Regions from separate parts of the Mus musculus genome. Here region 1 is linked to region 2. Evidence: chromatin contacts called from public HiChIP or PLAC-seq data. All regions are on one chromosome and are shown on one strand. The core of a region is the stretch at or near the end of the contact, and the rest is flanking DNA. Distances in the headings are between cores, read along the strand shown. Region 1 overlaps Gm36574 (a long non-coding RNA gene). Region 2 has its middle 14 kb from the start of Edn2.

Region 1 (6,440 bases), core at 284-2,783, 220 kb after region 2:
TTGATTTTGGAAGAATCCCAAGGTCAGAGGGTCAGAGGGTTAGCAATGGAACCAAAGAGGGACACCTGCAGGGACACAGAGGGGAGGGCTTCTTTCCTGTTGGCCCATGCAAGCCTTACATGGCTTCCTCTGCAGAGGTAGGTTTGCATCTCCCTAAATAGGTGGTCATTGTGGAAGTTCAGAGAGGAGGACTCTGGCTTCTGCGGCAGCCTGTCATCTGTGCCAAGCCAGATGTCATAAACAGGATGACACAGCACCTATTCCACACCCCCATCCCTCTTAAGTGAGTGAAGCAGAGCCCTGCCTGCCTTCTGCTGCTTGCTGATGGACATAGGGGAGTTTCAAGGACAACTCAGAAGGTTCAAACTAGACAGTGACCTTGGCAGTATCTAGCCCAACTCCCTCCTTCCGCACTCTCCCTTATCTATAAGGAGAAGAAAGCCAGAGGGAGCAAGCACCACCCAAAGTCTCCTGACCCTCACCCCGTGTCCTAAAACTGCCCTGAGACACAGCTCTGCCTAAGAGGAGCTAACAACTCCTCTCCTAGGATTTCCTGAGAATAGCTACAGCTGTGAAGGAAAGAGAGTAAGCCTAAGAAGAGATGTAGGGTGGAGGGAAGGCTGCCAGCTAAGAGAAATGGACAAATCAAGGGATGCTACCCCACACTTTGAGCTCAAGGCCCTCCCTGCTATGGAGCCCTTCCTCAGCAGAGGCCAGCTAGACAGCCACTGTGTCTTTGGCTCCCCAGGTGACCAGGCAAGCACATCTGTCTTCAGCATCTTCATCTATGAGCGAGAATAAGTACTGTCTCATATCTATCCCAAGACATTCACCTTGCCTGTAAGGGCTATAGCCCACAGCAGAACCTGATAGCCATAGTGACAGAGGTGCTCTGTGCCACCAACTCCCTCAGGGCCCAGGGCAGGTGCAGAAAGGGTCTCTAGCTTAGGGTTTTTGCCTCAGTCTCCCATTAGATCCACTCTCTGGATCATCTTTGCCCCTCCATTTCCCCCAAATCTTCTAGCCTCCTTTAGCAGTTGCTCATGGGAGACTGAGCCTAGGAAGGTGCGCCACCTAGGGGCCCTTGGCTTCCACTGTAGCATGAAGGTACAAGGAAGGAAGTAGCAGGCAGGGTTGGCTCCATCTGACTTCTGGGCAGTTAAGAAAATTCAAAACGGGGAAAGTGGAAAATCAGACAGCAACAACACGACATAATCCAGACCAGATCTCAGGCCTTCTGATCTAGCAAGCTCTTCTTTTTGTCTCCGTGTTCCAAGGACATCTGGGTAGAGGGACATTCACCCATTAAAGTAAGAGTAAACGATACTCTTTGGTGGCACAGAAGTCCTTTTAAATCACTGGGAAATGTTCTCTGCTTGTTTCCATGAAGATTTGGAGTGGACTGGAGTAAGCTGTGGGTGGGAAAGGCCTGATGGAAACCGCAGGGGACAAACCAGGGCCTGGCTTCATCAAGGACTTGGCTGTGTGACTCCAGTTGCTGACCAGGAGAAAGTTCCAGAAAAGTAGCAAAGTGGGATCAACTTCCTTCTGTGTTCTGAATAAAATTTGAAAGCAAGCATGTGACTCACTTTCAAGCAACCACTGGGGCCATCTGCCCCTCCCCCACCAGTCTAGGACAAGAGCCAAAGTTCTTGCCTCCCTCCCTCCCCTTCCCTCCTCTCCCCTCCCTGACCTTTATCTTTCCCACCCCCATCCTCCCTTCCCACCCACTGTCCCTCATCTATACCCCCAACTGCTACCGGCCACCTCACCACTCTTCTGGACCCTAGGGGTAGTTTTTGCTTTGGCCTCTGCCTGCAGTACCTTCTGTGCAACCCTCCCTCCGATTGCCTTCAGGGTTTTAATTAAATGTCACCTTCTGGAGAGAGGTCTTCCCTACCTGAAGCTCAGCACCTGCCCGGCTTTCTCAGCCTTAGCATTGTTCTGAATGTACTTTTGTCTCCGTCCTGCCTGCATTCAGTCTGCCCGTTGCTGAGTTCTGAGCACAGAGTAACTCTCATTAAGTGTGTGGATGACTATTCAAGTAGTCATTCTAAAAAGAAAGTAAAAACAGAACGCTGACCTACCCCACAGACTGCCCTTGGAAACTCAGAAAACAGTTAACATGCAAATGCTTCATTTGAGAAACCCCTGCCTTTGAGCATTCACTGGTCCCTTGGGCACTAGGAGACAAGGGAAGGCATGGCAGTGCCCCTCACCCCTGTAGATAATGAAGTGGAAGCATCGCCCGCAGGCTCAAGGGCTGGAGGGGGGCCCACAGCTGGTCCGGGTATTGCTAAGAGCCCAGTCTGTAGGCTCAGCCGCTGCAGAGCCATCTCCTTCCCACGCTGCAGCTTCTGTGGAGTGGGGGACCTGGAAGCACTTACGCCAAAGCACTCTGCTGAAGTATTGTTCTTCGCATAAGCACAGCACTTAAGTGGCCACCCAGTCGGCTTTCAGAGGGCCATCTCAGGGGACAGACAGAGCCTTTCCTAACATGCGTGAAAGCTTATTAGGCACCAACTCTATGGCAGGCTAAGAGACCAGTCCGGGGCTGAGGAGACCAGCTGCTCAAAGCACCAGGGCTGGCTTCCCAGAGCAGAATCTGTCCTCCTGGGGGAGCTGAGGGCAGTGGGTGGACTTGGAGAGAAGTGGGGAGGTGTGGGCAGGGCAGCACTTGGGCCAGGTATAGAGAGTCTAGGACTGAATCCCAGCTTCTCAGGCAAGTGAACTCTATCTCCACTGGCCAATTTTGAGGGGCTAATTTTACCCTTCTCACGCACTGTCCTCTATGGACTAGTCTCTGATGCAGCTCCCAGCAAACTATGTTAGCATGTGTGCCCCAGGGGAGTTTTGCTTCCAGGGGACATTTGGCAATGTCTGGAGACAGCTTTGGTTGCCACCTCTGGAGGATGTGACTATCCAGAGATAGCAAATGCCAGAGATGCTAAACATCTCTTATGCTGCACAGCATCCCTCAAGGATTACCTCGCCTGAAATGTCAGTTGTGACAAAGTAGAAAAGCCCACCAGACCAAGTCCTAGAGAAGCAGGATATGTGCACATGCTGGAGTCTCCTTTACACACACACAGCGCCCAGGGTGTTGCCTGGAATTATATCCTTGAGTGCTTACTGATGGATGTGGACCAAAGCAGAAAGCCTCAGGGTCCACCTTGCTCTGGGCCTGTGATTTAAAACCCTCTGGTTTTATCCATCAGAGCGCACAGAACCTTCTCATTGACAGGCTGACAGATCTGGGGTTGGAGGTCAGAAGTGTCCTCAGGAAAGGAGGACTCAGGTCCTGCTTGTATGTGTTTCCATTTCTCCCTGAAGTTTCCAGCCCCTGCTATGCCTTTATACACCCCCTCTCAGATGTCTTGGAATTGGCCTGACATAACTGTGAGCTTAGTTCTCCACACACACCCTCTTTGAAGAGCCTTAGTGAGTCACTTTATTCTCCCTTCTCATCTGTAAACTGGCGCCATGATACCTGACCTGCCCCAAAAGCTTGTGAGCCCACACTGAGGGCTGGACTGGCATGGACAAGACTCTATCCTAAGCAGGACAAGTTGGGTACTTCAGGTTGGAGAGTTCTGATTGCAAGGGCCTGGCTAGACGGAGCAGCTTATGGGGCAACTCTGATTACCACGACCTGGTCAGGCCAGAACCACTAAAGATACCCCAGACACAGGGCCCAACCAAGTCAGCAGCAGGTAACCCTGATCTAAGACCCAGGCAGATGCTCAAGGTCTCTGAGTGGGGCAGCACTTGGCATATTCACTCACTCTTCTTCCTGTTGTGAACACTTGTGGCACATGTCATATTCACTGTTGTCCCCAGCAGAGCCCGACCAGATCTGCATCCTGTCCTAATGTCCTCACAGTCTTACTTGACACTTGGGCCAGCCCCTCTTGGAGGAGATACATTTCTAAAGGAACTGAGGAACATGGAGGTAAGGCATCACGAGATTGAAGCCTTCCTACTTAGCAACCCTCCCCCTCCTTCAAGAGTTCTAGGCGAGGGCCCTGACACCCAAATGAATTTCATGTCACCCTGTAGGAGGGAAGAAGGGAGCCAAGTAGACAGCTTGCTGAGGCTATAACAAACAACCTGAGGTACTCAACTCATGAAGAGAAAACATTTATTTCAGAAAAATGTTCTGCAAGTTCTGACCCATGATCCATCAGTTCCACTGCTTTAGGCCTGGGGCAAGAGTGTGTGTGCCCGGGCAAAATCAGTCGCCTCACTACCCAGGCAGCCAAAGCAGAGGAGAGAAAGGGCCAGCGCTCTACAATTCCCTTTGGCGTCAGTCTTTCCATGCTCTAAGAAACACCCATTAGGCTTCCCCTCCACAGCACCTCCCTCCTAATACCACCGTGTAAGAGACCGAGGCTTTGATACATGGGCTTTTGGGAGACATTCAATATGCAAGACATAGCAGAGTCAATAAACACAGTATTTAGCCTAAGCTGGCCTTGAACTCTATGTAGCGAAGGCTGAACTTGAAATTGTTCATTTCCTACTACGCAAGACCAGAAGCTACAGGGATGCACCTCTATGCCTGGACATATATTTTTAAGTGTGTGTGTGTGTGTGTGTGTGTGTGTGTGTATGCACACACATGTTGGTATATGCACTTAAGCTTTGACAGCCTCCACATCCCCAGCAATTCCTTACTCAGAGAAATGTTACAGAACTCCCCTTCTCTTGGTCCCCATCAGCCATCCACTTCTGTGCTTAGCACATGTTGTTAAAGTCACTCATAGCCAGCTTTTCTATTAGATGGTGAGTTTCACAGGAAAGCCCCTCTCTTACACATGGTGTGCTCAACACCAGGGCAGAGATGGCACCTGGCAGCCACTCAGCAGGTGATGCTGAACTCGGCTGATGCCTCTGAACCCTCTCCTCCGCCTCCACCCTGAGCTACACAGCAATGCACAAGGCAGGGCGGCTTCTCCTCATGTATCCCCTCAGCATGCCAATCCTGTGCCAGGCACTGTCCTGGGCAGCAGGAATGTCAGCATCTGAAGAGCAAACATGCCCTCTGCCCCCACAGAGCTCATGTCTGACACCTCAGTCTGGGCCCCTGAGGACACTATCATTCCCTTCTGCTGCCCAGCTGATATAACTGCCCCCCTTCCCGCAATGCTCAGCACTAGAAAGGAAACTCTATGGTCCAACCACTTCCCACCTGCTCCAGCCCCTCAGGCCTCAAGATCTCTCCCAGAGGGACTCTCCGCCTCCTTCACTGCCCTCCTGGAAGGTGACTACTCCAACTCCCATGAGCTCATTAATTTCATGCTCTGTCTCCTGTGTGACTGACCTACTTTCTGCTCTTTCCCATGTGCCTGCCCAGCAGCTCTGGATCTCTCGCACACCTGGGACCAGGTCTCCCTCCACCTCCCCCTGTTCCCTGCAGCCCTAATTTCCCCTCTGAGGTCTCTCTCTCTCTCTGACCTTCCCAACCCCACCTCTGCAGAGAAGAGATCTACTGTCCTGCCAAAGCAGGAACTGAGAACTTGTAATGCATAGCCCTGGGTTCAAATCCCAGACCCATTCACCCTTCCCAGGTGCAGTCCTGAGTGAGCCACTGCCCAAGCCAAGCCTGCATTGCTCTGTTTGTGTGTAGTAGAGAAATCAGCATCTGCGGAAGAGCAGAAATTGCAGGGATGGATTCAAAGTTATCTCTTGCTCCAGTCTCACCCATGGAGCATCCCCAACCCCAGCTGAGACTTCACAGTTACTGAAGAAGCTTGCTATAACACAGTTCCCTCTGTTCCCAGGGGTGTTCACACTTCCTGCTAGGGCCCTTCATCTGCCTCCTGTCCTCTTTCAAGGCGAAGGACAGGCAGTGGGGGGTGGCGGTGGGGGTGGGGGACTCCTGAGGAGTGCCTCTGGCCACTTTCTTCTTTCCAGGCCTCCTTACAGAGCAGCACACATTTCTTTATACCTTGGCTCGCTAAGAAACAGACTCAACACAGGGCTTTTAATTGGTGATCCTCATTTGGTATTCATCACATCTGGGCTTTTCTGGGAGAGCCCCAGTGTCAGATACCCTGCACTCTCATTCCCTCAAACACAGCTCGAAATAATCAGTGAGATGGCTAGCATTCACGGTGTGCTACGCCTGGACAGGCCCTATTCTCCAGACGCTGTGAACAGACTTGTGAGGACTCTCACAAGGACCTGACAGAGCAGATCTTATCATTACTCCTCCCTTCTCAAGAGAAATTGAGACACAAAGAGGAAGTAGGAAAATTGTTCAGGTTGGTAGAGGTGGAATCCTAGCCAAGATAGACTGTCTCTCCCCAAACTGTCATGGACATAGCCTAAAGGACACCCAGAAGTGGCTTTAAAATCTCTTTGTCAAAAACAATTGCCCAGAGGATGTAGCTAAATGGGAGAGCATGTGGCCAGTAGCATGCACTGGATTTGAGTTT
Region 2 (6,332 bases), core at 3,813-6,312:
ATTGTCACTGCTGTGAACGATAAGACCTTATCTCAAAAATAAGTTGAACAGTGATAGAGGAAGACATGTGATGTCAGCCTCTGGCCTCCATATGCATGTGTGTGCACATGTGCATACACATATGTGCACACATACAGAGATATACACACATAAACCATGCATACATGTGCATACACATATGTGCACACATACAGAGACATGTATACACATAAACCATGCATACATGTGCATACACATATGTGCACACATACAGAGACATATACATATATAAACCATGCATACATGTGCATACACATATGTGCACATACACACACACACACACACACACACACACACGAACCATGCATAAACTGCTCGAGTGAGCACACACACACACACCGGAGATTATTTGTGGAAAGCACAATATTGACAATCAAGGAAAGTAAGTCACAGAGCAGAGTGGCTCTTTCTTTACCCAATTCCAGTAGCATTCAACCTTTGACCTAGACCTCTGTACCCTCAAGCCTCCCCTGTATTCAGGCCCTAGAGGGAAGCAGTCTGGTCCCATGCAAACCAGTGTGAAGGCAGGATTGAAAGCTGTGACCTAGTTCCTGAGTGTGGTAGGACCCCTGCACCAACATTACCTAGGCATTGGCATGGCCACAACCATCCATTTTAGAGCATCTCTGACCACGGCAAACAATGAGATTTATCACAGAAGGCACATAAGCATCCTTATAAGTCCTACATAGCCAAGCTATGCTCAGGGCCAAAACTGTGGTACTGTGAAGGGCCACTGACAGGTGAGAAAAACATGCTGGCACGGGTGGGGGTGGCAGGCCTGCCTGGCATTGGACTCTGTTTGCTCACCCAAGAAAAGAGGAGATAAATATAGACACAGGATTACTCAGACATAGCCTGGGAAAACCGGCTCCTGAGCCTTGACTTCGGCTCTGTCCCAGCCTCACCCTCAGCTGCCTGCCTACTCTGTGCCAACTGCCGGGCCTGCCCCACCTCCTTCTAGGACTCCCTACCTGGCAACCTGGGGACAGCCCTTCCTATCTGCTCTCTCTGGGTATGGAGCAGAAATTATAGTCTGGAGAGAGTTGAGTCTAGCTGGGAGCAGCAAAGCCCTGTGTGGGGTTAAGCCACAGGCTCAGCTTCCATTCCAGCATAGACTGTTTCCCCTTCTGTGGAGTAGATGACCAGTGCAACCGTCCTTCAGCGTTCCTCGGCCTGCATGTAGGATGCGATGGGAGACCACTCGACCATTAGGGATGAGGCTGGGGTATCCTGAATGAGAAGGTGCTAGCCATAGCAATGTGCATAGGGGCTGTACCCTCAGGCCACAGAGCCAAGACACAGAGAGTGAGGTCCCACCCGCTCCACTTCTCAGCTGTGGGACTTTGGGAAATCTCTTTGACCTCTCTGTGCCTCAGTTTCCTCACATCTAAAGTGAGAAGAGGCTATTAATAATAATGACATATTATTACTACGAAATATAATAAATATTACATAGTAGAATAATAACTTAATAATCACATGGGCCATTAGAGGTTAGATGTTACTACATGCAAAGTACACCTTACTGCAAGGCCCAGCACATGCAAACTGTTACATGCAAACTGTTACATGCTTTATTTAGTCAGGACAGGTGGGGCTCTGAGACCCTCTCCTTCTCTGCTCACTCCATGAACCTGGCCGCATACTACATAGGTCCTATTGTCTAGGCCCTTGCAGTTCCTCCTCTCTATCCTGACTGGCAGCCTCTAGAATCAGGCAGGTAGAGATTTGAACCCAAATTCTACCACAGGCCAGGTAAGCATGGGCATGTAACTTGCCCTCTCTGGGCCTTGGATAGAAGGAACTTTCTCCACTTTTCTATGTTCAGAGACTGATATGAGGATCAAAGCCAGGAAAGGGACATGGAGACAAGAGTCTAGCCCAACTAAACAAATCATTGTTCCATGTGTGACCTTAATGTGACCTGCTTCTCTCATTGCTCTTGCTTCCCCCAGTGACTATAAGCTGAGCCTCAGAGAGGCCATTGCTGGGCACACAATCTCCCACATGCAAGGGCCCTTTGGTGCAGGAGGCATGCATGCACCCTGGTGCACAAGCAAAGATTCCTGTCCACAGGCCGGTGTGATACTGAACGGTAGACTCCCACCCGCCCCCCACCCCCAGCTACCTCCAAGTGAACTCATGAATATCCACACAATGTCCATGTCCGTTGTGTGCCTTTGCACCAGTGCACACACATGGACATACAGGATCACAGCCATACATGGGCACAGAGACACAGGTGCCTGCAGGTGTGTCCCCACACATCTTAGCCAGCACTCACGGGTGTCCTAGCCAGGCCCAGCCCCAAGGTGGCCTTCTTCATGTCAGAGGAATGCAGACATCTGGAGATGCTCTGCCAGCGGACGTGAGTGAGAGGCCGAGGGGAAACCACATAGGCAAGAATCCAGGCAGGAGTGCCAGGGTAAGGCGGGGCTCTCGAGTGCTAGGAATTGTGCAGGAGGTGGGGCACGTGCAGACACTTGCTCTAGTCTTACCTGTCACCCCGTGTCCTTAGGTCTTGGAAGTTCATGGGGGCTCAGAGATCATCAGCCCCTGCTTGAAGCAGATTACAGATTCTCTTCAACTGGGGGTGTCCTGTGGCAAGACCCTAGCTAGCTCCATCTCTGGGTTGCAGTGGCTGGGTCTGAGCAGAAACAGGATATGCTATGTCCTTACCAGGGAACCAAATGAGCTGTGAGCAAGAGATCTGCAGGAGAATTGCCATTAACACAGCATTGAATGTCAAGGGTGACGGTGGTATAGGGGTCACTGTAAGTCTGGTATAGGCTAAGGCCAGAGGCTAGGACTGAGCCAACAGCCTATTTGGTACTAAGACTTTTGTGCCTGCAAATTCCCATAGTGCTCACAAAAGGGAGCACCCTATTCCCCATAAATGGACATATAATTTGAGGGACAGAGAGATGCATGGGTTCATAAAGCTTCAAAGACCCCAGAACAGGCTTGCCTTGGGTACCCCACATTAAGCCATTGTACTGGCAAGCTCTGCTTCTGTGCACAGCTCACACCCTGAGAGGTTTGCAAGTGAGGCCTCAGTCTGGTTGACAGGAGAAAGATGCTGTCCTAAATGCAGGGACCTCAGGCTACAAAGAGAACAGGGGCCTCCAACTTCTATGGCACCACCCTGCCCAGGATGTATCTATGTGTAAGACCATAGTAGAAGGAAGGATGTGAGGAGGGAGAGAAGATAATGAGCAAAGCTAGGGATGTAGCTCAATTGGTAGAGTGCTTGCCTGCCATGCACAAAGCCCTGGGTTCAATTCCTAACACCACACTAATCAGGAATGGTGGGTGGCACATGCCTATAATCCCCATCACCCAGGAAGTGGAAACAGGAGGTTCAGAAGTTCTAGGTTATCTTTGGCTATATAGCAAGTTTGAGACCAGCGTGAGGTATATGTTACCATGTCTACAAATTAATTAATTAACTTGATGCATTAAAAAAAAAAAAGAAGAACAACCTGGGCTGCACCCAGGAAGTGGAAACAGGAGGTTCAGAAGTTCTAGGTTATCTTTGGCTATATAGCAAGTTTGAGACCAGCTTGAGGTATATGTTACCATGTCTACAAATTAATTAATTAACTTGATGCATTAAAAAAAAAAAAAAGAACAACCTGGGTTTGTAAATCTGAGACCAGCCTGGGCTAATGAGATAATACTGAATACACATACACACACACACACACACACACACACACACACACACACACACACACACACACACACCACATACCCCGAAATAAGCTAAGCACTAAAGTGAACAAGGTTACCTCCGTTTCCTCCTACAGAACTTAGTCTGAGAGAAACAGAAACCAAAGAGTTTCAGAATTCATTCCAGGATGTTGGAACAGCCCCAAGTGGAGCTTTGGGGTTCCTAGGTGGTGCGGTCCCCATGAAGACCAGCTCAACTACAGAGTTCCTGATGTAGCACCTTCAAAGATGACCTCCTGCAAAAGCCCCCAGGCCAACTGAGGCCCTGGGGCTCCAGCCAGCTTTAGGGAAGTTTGTCGTGGTGTCAGGAAGCATGGACGGGGGTGAGAGAAGCAGGAGCATATTGGAGAAATATGCCGTCCAGAAAGCCTTCCCTGCAGCCCACCGCCACTCGACCTGTCCCCTGCAATGCTTGCAACCCACACGCTAGACCATCTGGTTCTGCCCTCAAGGATTCAGGGATGGGTAAGGCAAAAACTCTTGTAAAATATAAAGGCAAGTGATGATGTACTCAGGGCTGCAGGGACCCTGGCCCAGACATCGCTGCTCCATCTCCGAACACCTTGCCCCCATCCACTGGAGCCTCAGAACTCCCACTCCAGGTGCCAGAGATGAAAACGTGAGCAGTATGCATCAGCTTGGAGGGTCCCTGGGTCATTCCAGCCCAAAGAAGGATCCATATCCAACTGAAAGAAGGAGCCCAGATTGCCCTGGGTTGCTAACTGCTGTACCAGAACGTGTGTGGTCTAGGCTTCATCTCTGATCTGAGCCTTGATATCCATAGACTGCAGTGTCTACCACTCAGAGTTGATCTGTCATCAGATGACACTTCGTTTAGAAAGACCCAGTCACGACCTAGTACACAAAAGACCTTCTGTGTGGCCATCAGTAATTTGCAAACTTCTCAAGGCCCTGCACCCCTTACCTAATACAGGAACTGAGGCAGGGCAAAATAGCCAGGTCACACCTTTTGCCTGCAAGACATGCCCAGGCCCAGGGAAGGAAAACACCAGCCACGCTGGGGGCAGGGCTAGGGAAGGCCTCATCCCTGCTACCTCCTCCTACATCAGCCTCCATGTGTGTTCCATAGGTCCCAGATCACCTCCATGAGCCACTGAAGGATTCAGTCCATCTGACTATCCCATTAGGCAGGGATGGAGGTCAGGGGGAAGCGGCTTCTAGGTGATTCATACAAGGACTTGCGTTGTCTGCACCATTTAGGGACTAGGTACCACAAGGCCTCCCGGGGGGCTGGGCCTGAGGGGCCCTCACAGGCTCCAGCTCCTGGCGGCGGCCCTGATCCGGGTGCACGTGGCTGCGGTGCAGCCTCCCGGTGATGTCAGGCCCACCGCGCCCCGGCCCCGGCACGTTCGTCCGCTGGCAAGCCGGGAACAAAGCGTCCTCCGCATTCCTGCGAGCTGACTCACGGCCGTCACGTAGCGCGCCGCCGCGCGGCTTTGCCCAAAATTGGTGGCAAGGCAAGGGCGGGCCGAGCACCACAGCTGCCACCTACTCGCAAAGCCATGCTCGCTGGACCGCTCGCGCCCCCAGCACGAGGTTTCCCAACGCGCACATCGGAGGGAAATGCCAGTGTGGGCCCTGTGGCTTGGGATGCGAGGGTGGCAGTAGGTGAGCCTCTGCGGGAGGCCCTGCTTCTTATGCAGCCTCGGTTTCTCCATGTGAACAATGGAGATAAGCCCCTGAACAAGGTTGCAAGGACCTGGCTTTTCTCCCTAAGATAATACAGTCAGAGGAAACTAAGGCTGAGATTGGAGCCCTGGTTGTAAGGTTTCAAGCTTAGCATATGTCCCCTGGAGCATGAAGCGGGCTCCCTCTCTCCTATAGGGGTTGAGGCAGGTTGGAGAAGGCCAAGGCTATTCCACCTGTTCTGGTCCCTGGCTCATAGCTGTCAGCCTCAGGGCGCCCTCCAGAGGCTGTGGGAGAAGTTGCAAGCACAGTACTGGAGGAAGGAACAAACCTTGGTCTCCTGGGTTATGTGGTCTTATGCTGAGCCACAGAGAGAAACTGAGTTAAGCTCGCTTCTCTTTTCAGGCAGAGGGCAGGAGGATGGGGCTTAGGGCAGTCGGGACAGTAAGACCTGGAAAGTGAGGCCATGGGATTTGGAGTTTGGAGCCAGCCTATCGTTCAAAAGATAGAGAGGGACCAGAACCCAGTTGAAAAGGTAGATGTGGTGGCATGAGATTATAATCCCTTCACTACTGCACAGAGATCGGAGGGGGAAACAAAAACAAAAACAAAAACAAAAACTGGGAGATTGACAGGAAGCTTGAGGGCCAACTGGTCTGAGTCCACAAAACAGGAGGAGCAAGCAGACGTTGCTTCAACAAGGATCAAGAAGAGAGCTGACCACAGAAAATTTTACCCTGACTTCCACACACATATACCCAAACTCAAGATAGATAGATAGATAATTCCCATGCCCTGAGACCATCATAGGAGGTAGCCTGGGCTACTCTTCTCAGGCTCTGTGGTCATCCACTTAGAAGGAAGTATCTCACCTCCTCAGAGCTGGACTGGATTGGAACCCCCCTGGCCTG

What was found. HiChIP or PLAC-seq counts read pairs in DNA pulled down with a chosen protein or histone mark.
Region 1: a CTCF HiChIP or PLAC-seq map of the NIH/3T3 cell line shows a contact between it and region 2, with 9 read pairs. The contact joins two enhancer-like sites. A contact is called at or near these places in 1 of 15 datasets of contacts at CTCF or cohesin (the NIH/3T3 cell line), 6 of 484 Hi-C or Micro-C datasets (the 3T3-L1 cell line, cerebellar granule neurons, cortical neurons and 3 more) and 3 of 115 datasets of contacts at active chromatin or transcription factors (embryonic basal ganglia and embryonic stem cells).

The regions. Positions count from the first base shown.
Region 1 is chr4:120,367,783-120,374,222 of GRCm38.p6, forward strand. The region is part of intron 3 of Gm36574 (a long non-coding RNA gene); the gene reads right to left. Among named protein-coding and RNA genes, the nearest start is that of Gm36574, 26 kb to the right of the region's middle. Within about 2 kb of position 1,534, at least 88 of the 459 cell types and tissues checked have an H3K27ac peak or open chromatin away from gene starts, as enhancers often do. A contact at or near this core is called in the NIH/3T3 cell line, cortical neurons, embryonic basal ganglia and 1 more, where this site is marked.
Region 2 is chr4:120,143,674-120,150,005 of GRCm38.p6, forward strand. No RefSeq gene overlaps it. Among named protein-coding and RNA genes, the nearest start is that of Edn2, 14 kb to the right of the region's middle. Within about 2 kb of position 5,063, at least 182 of the 459 cell types and tissues checked have an H3K27ac peak or open chromatin away from gene starts, as enhancers often do. A contact at or near this core is called in the NIH/3T3 cell line, cortical neurons, embryonic basal ganglia and 1 more, where this site is marked.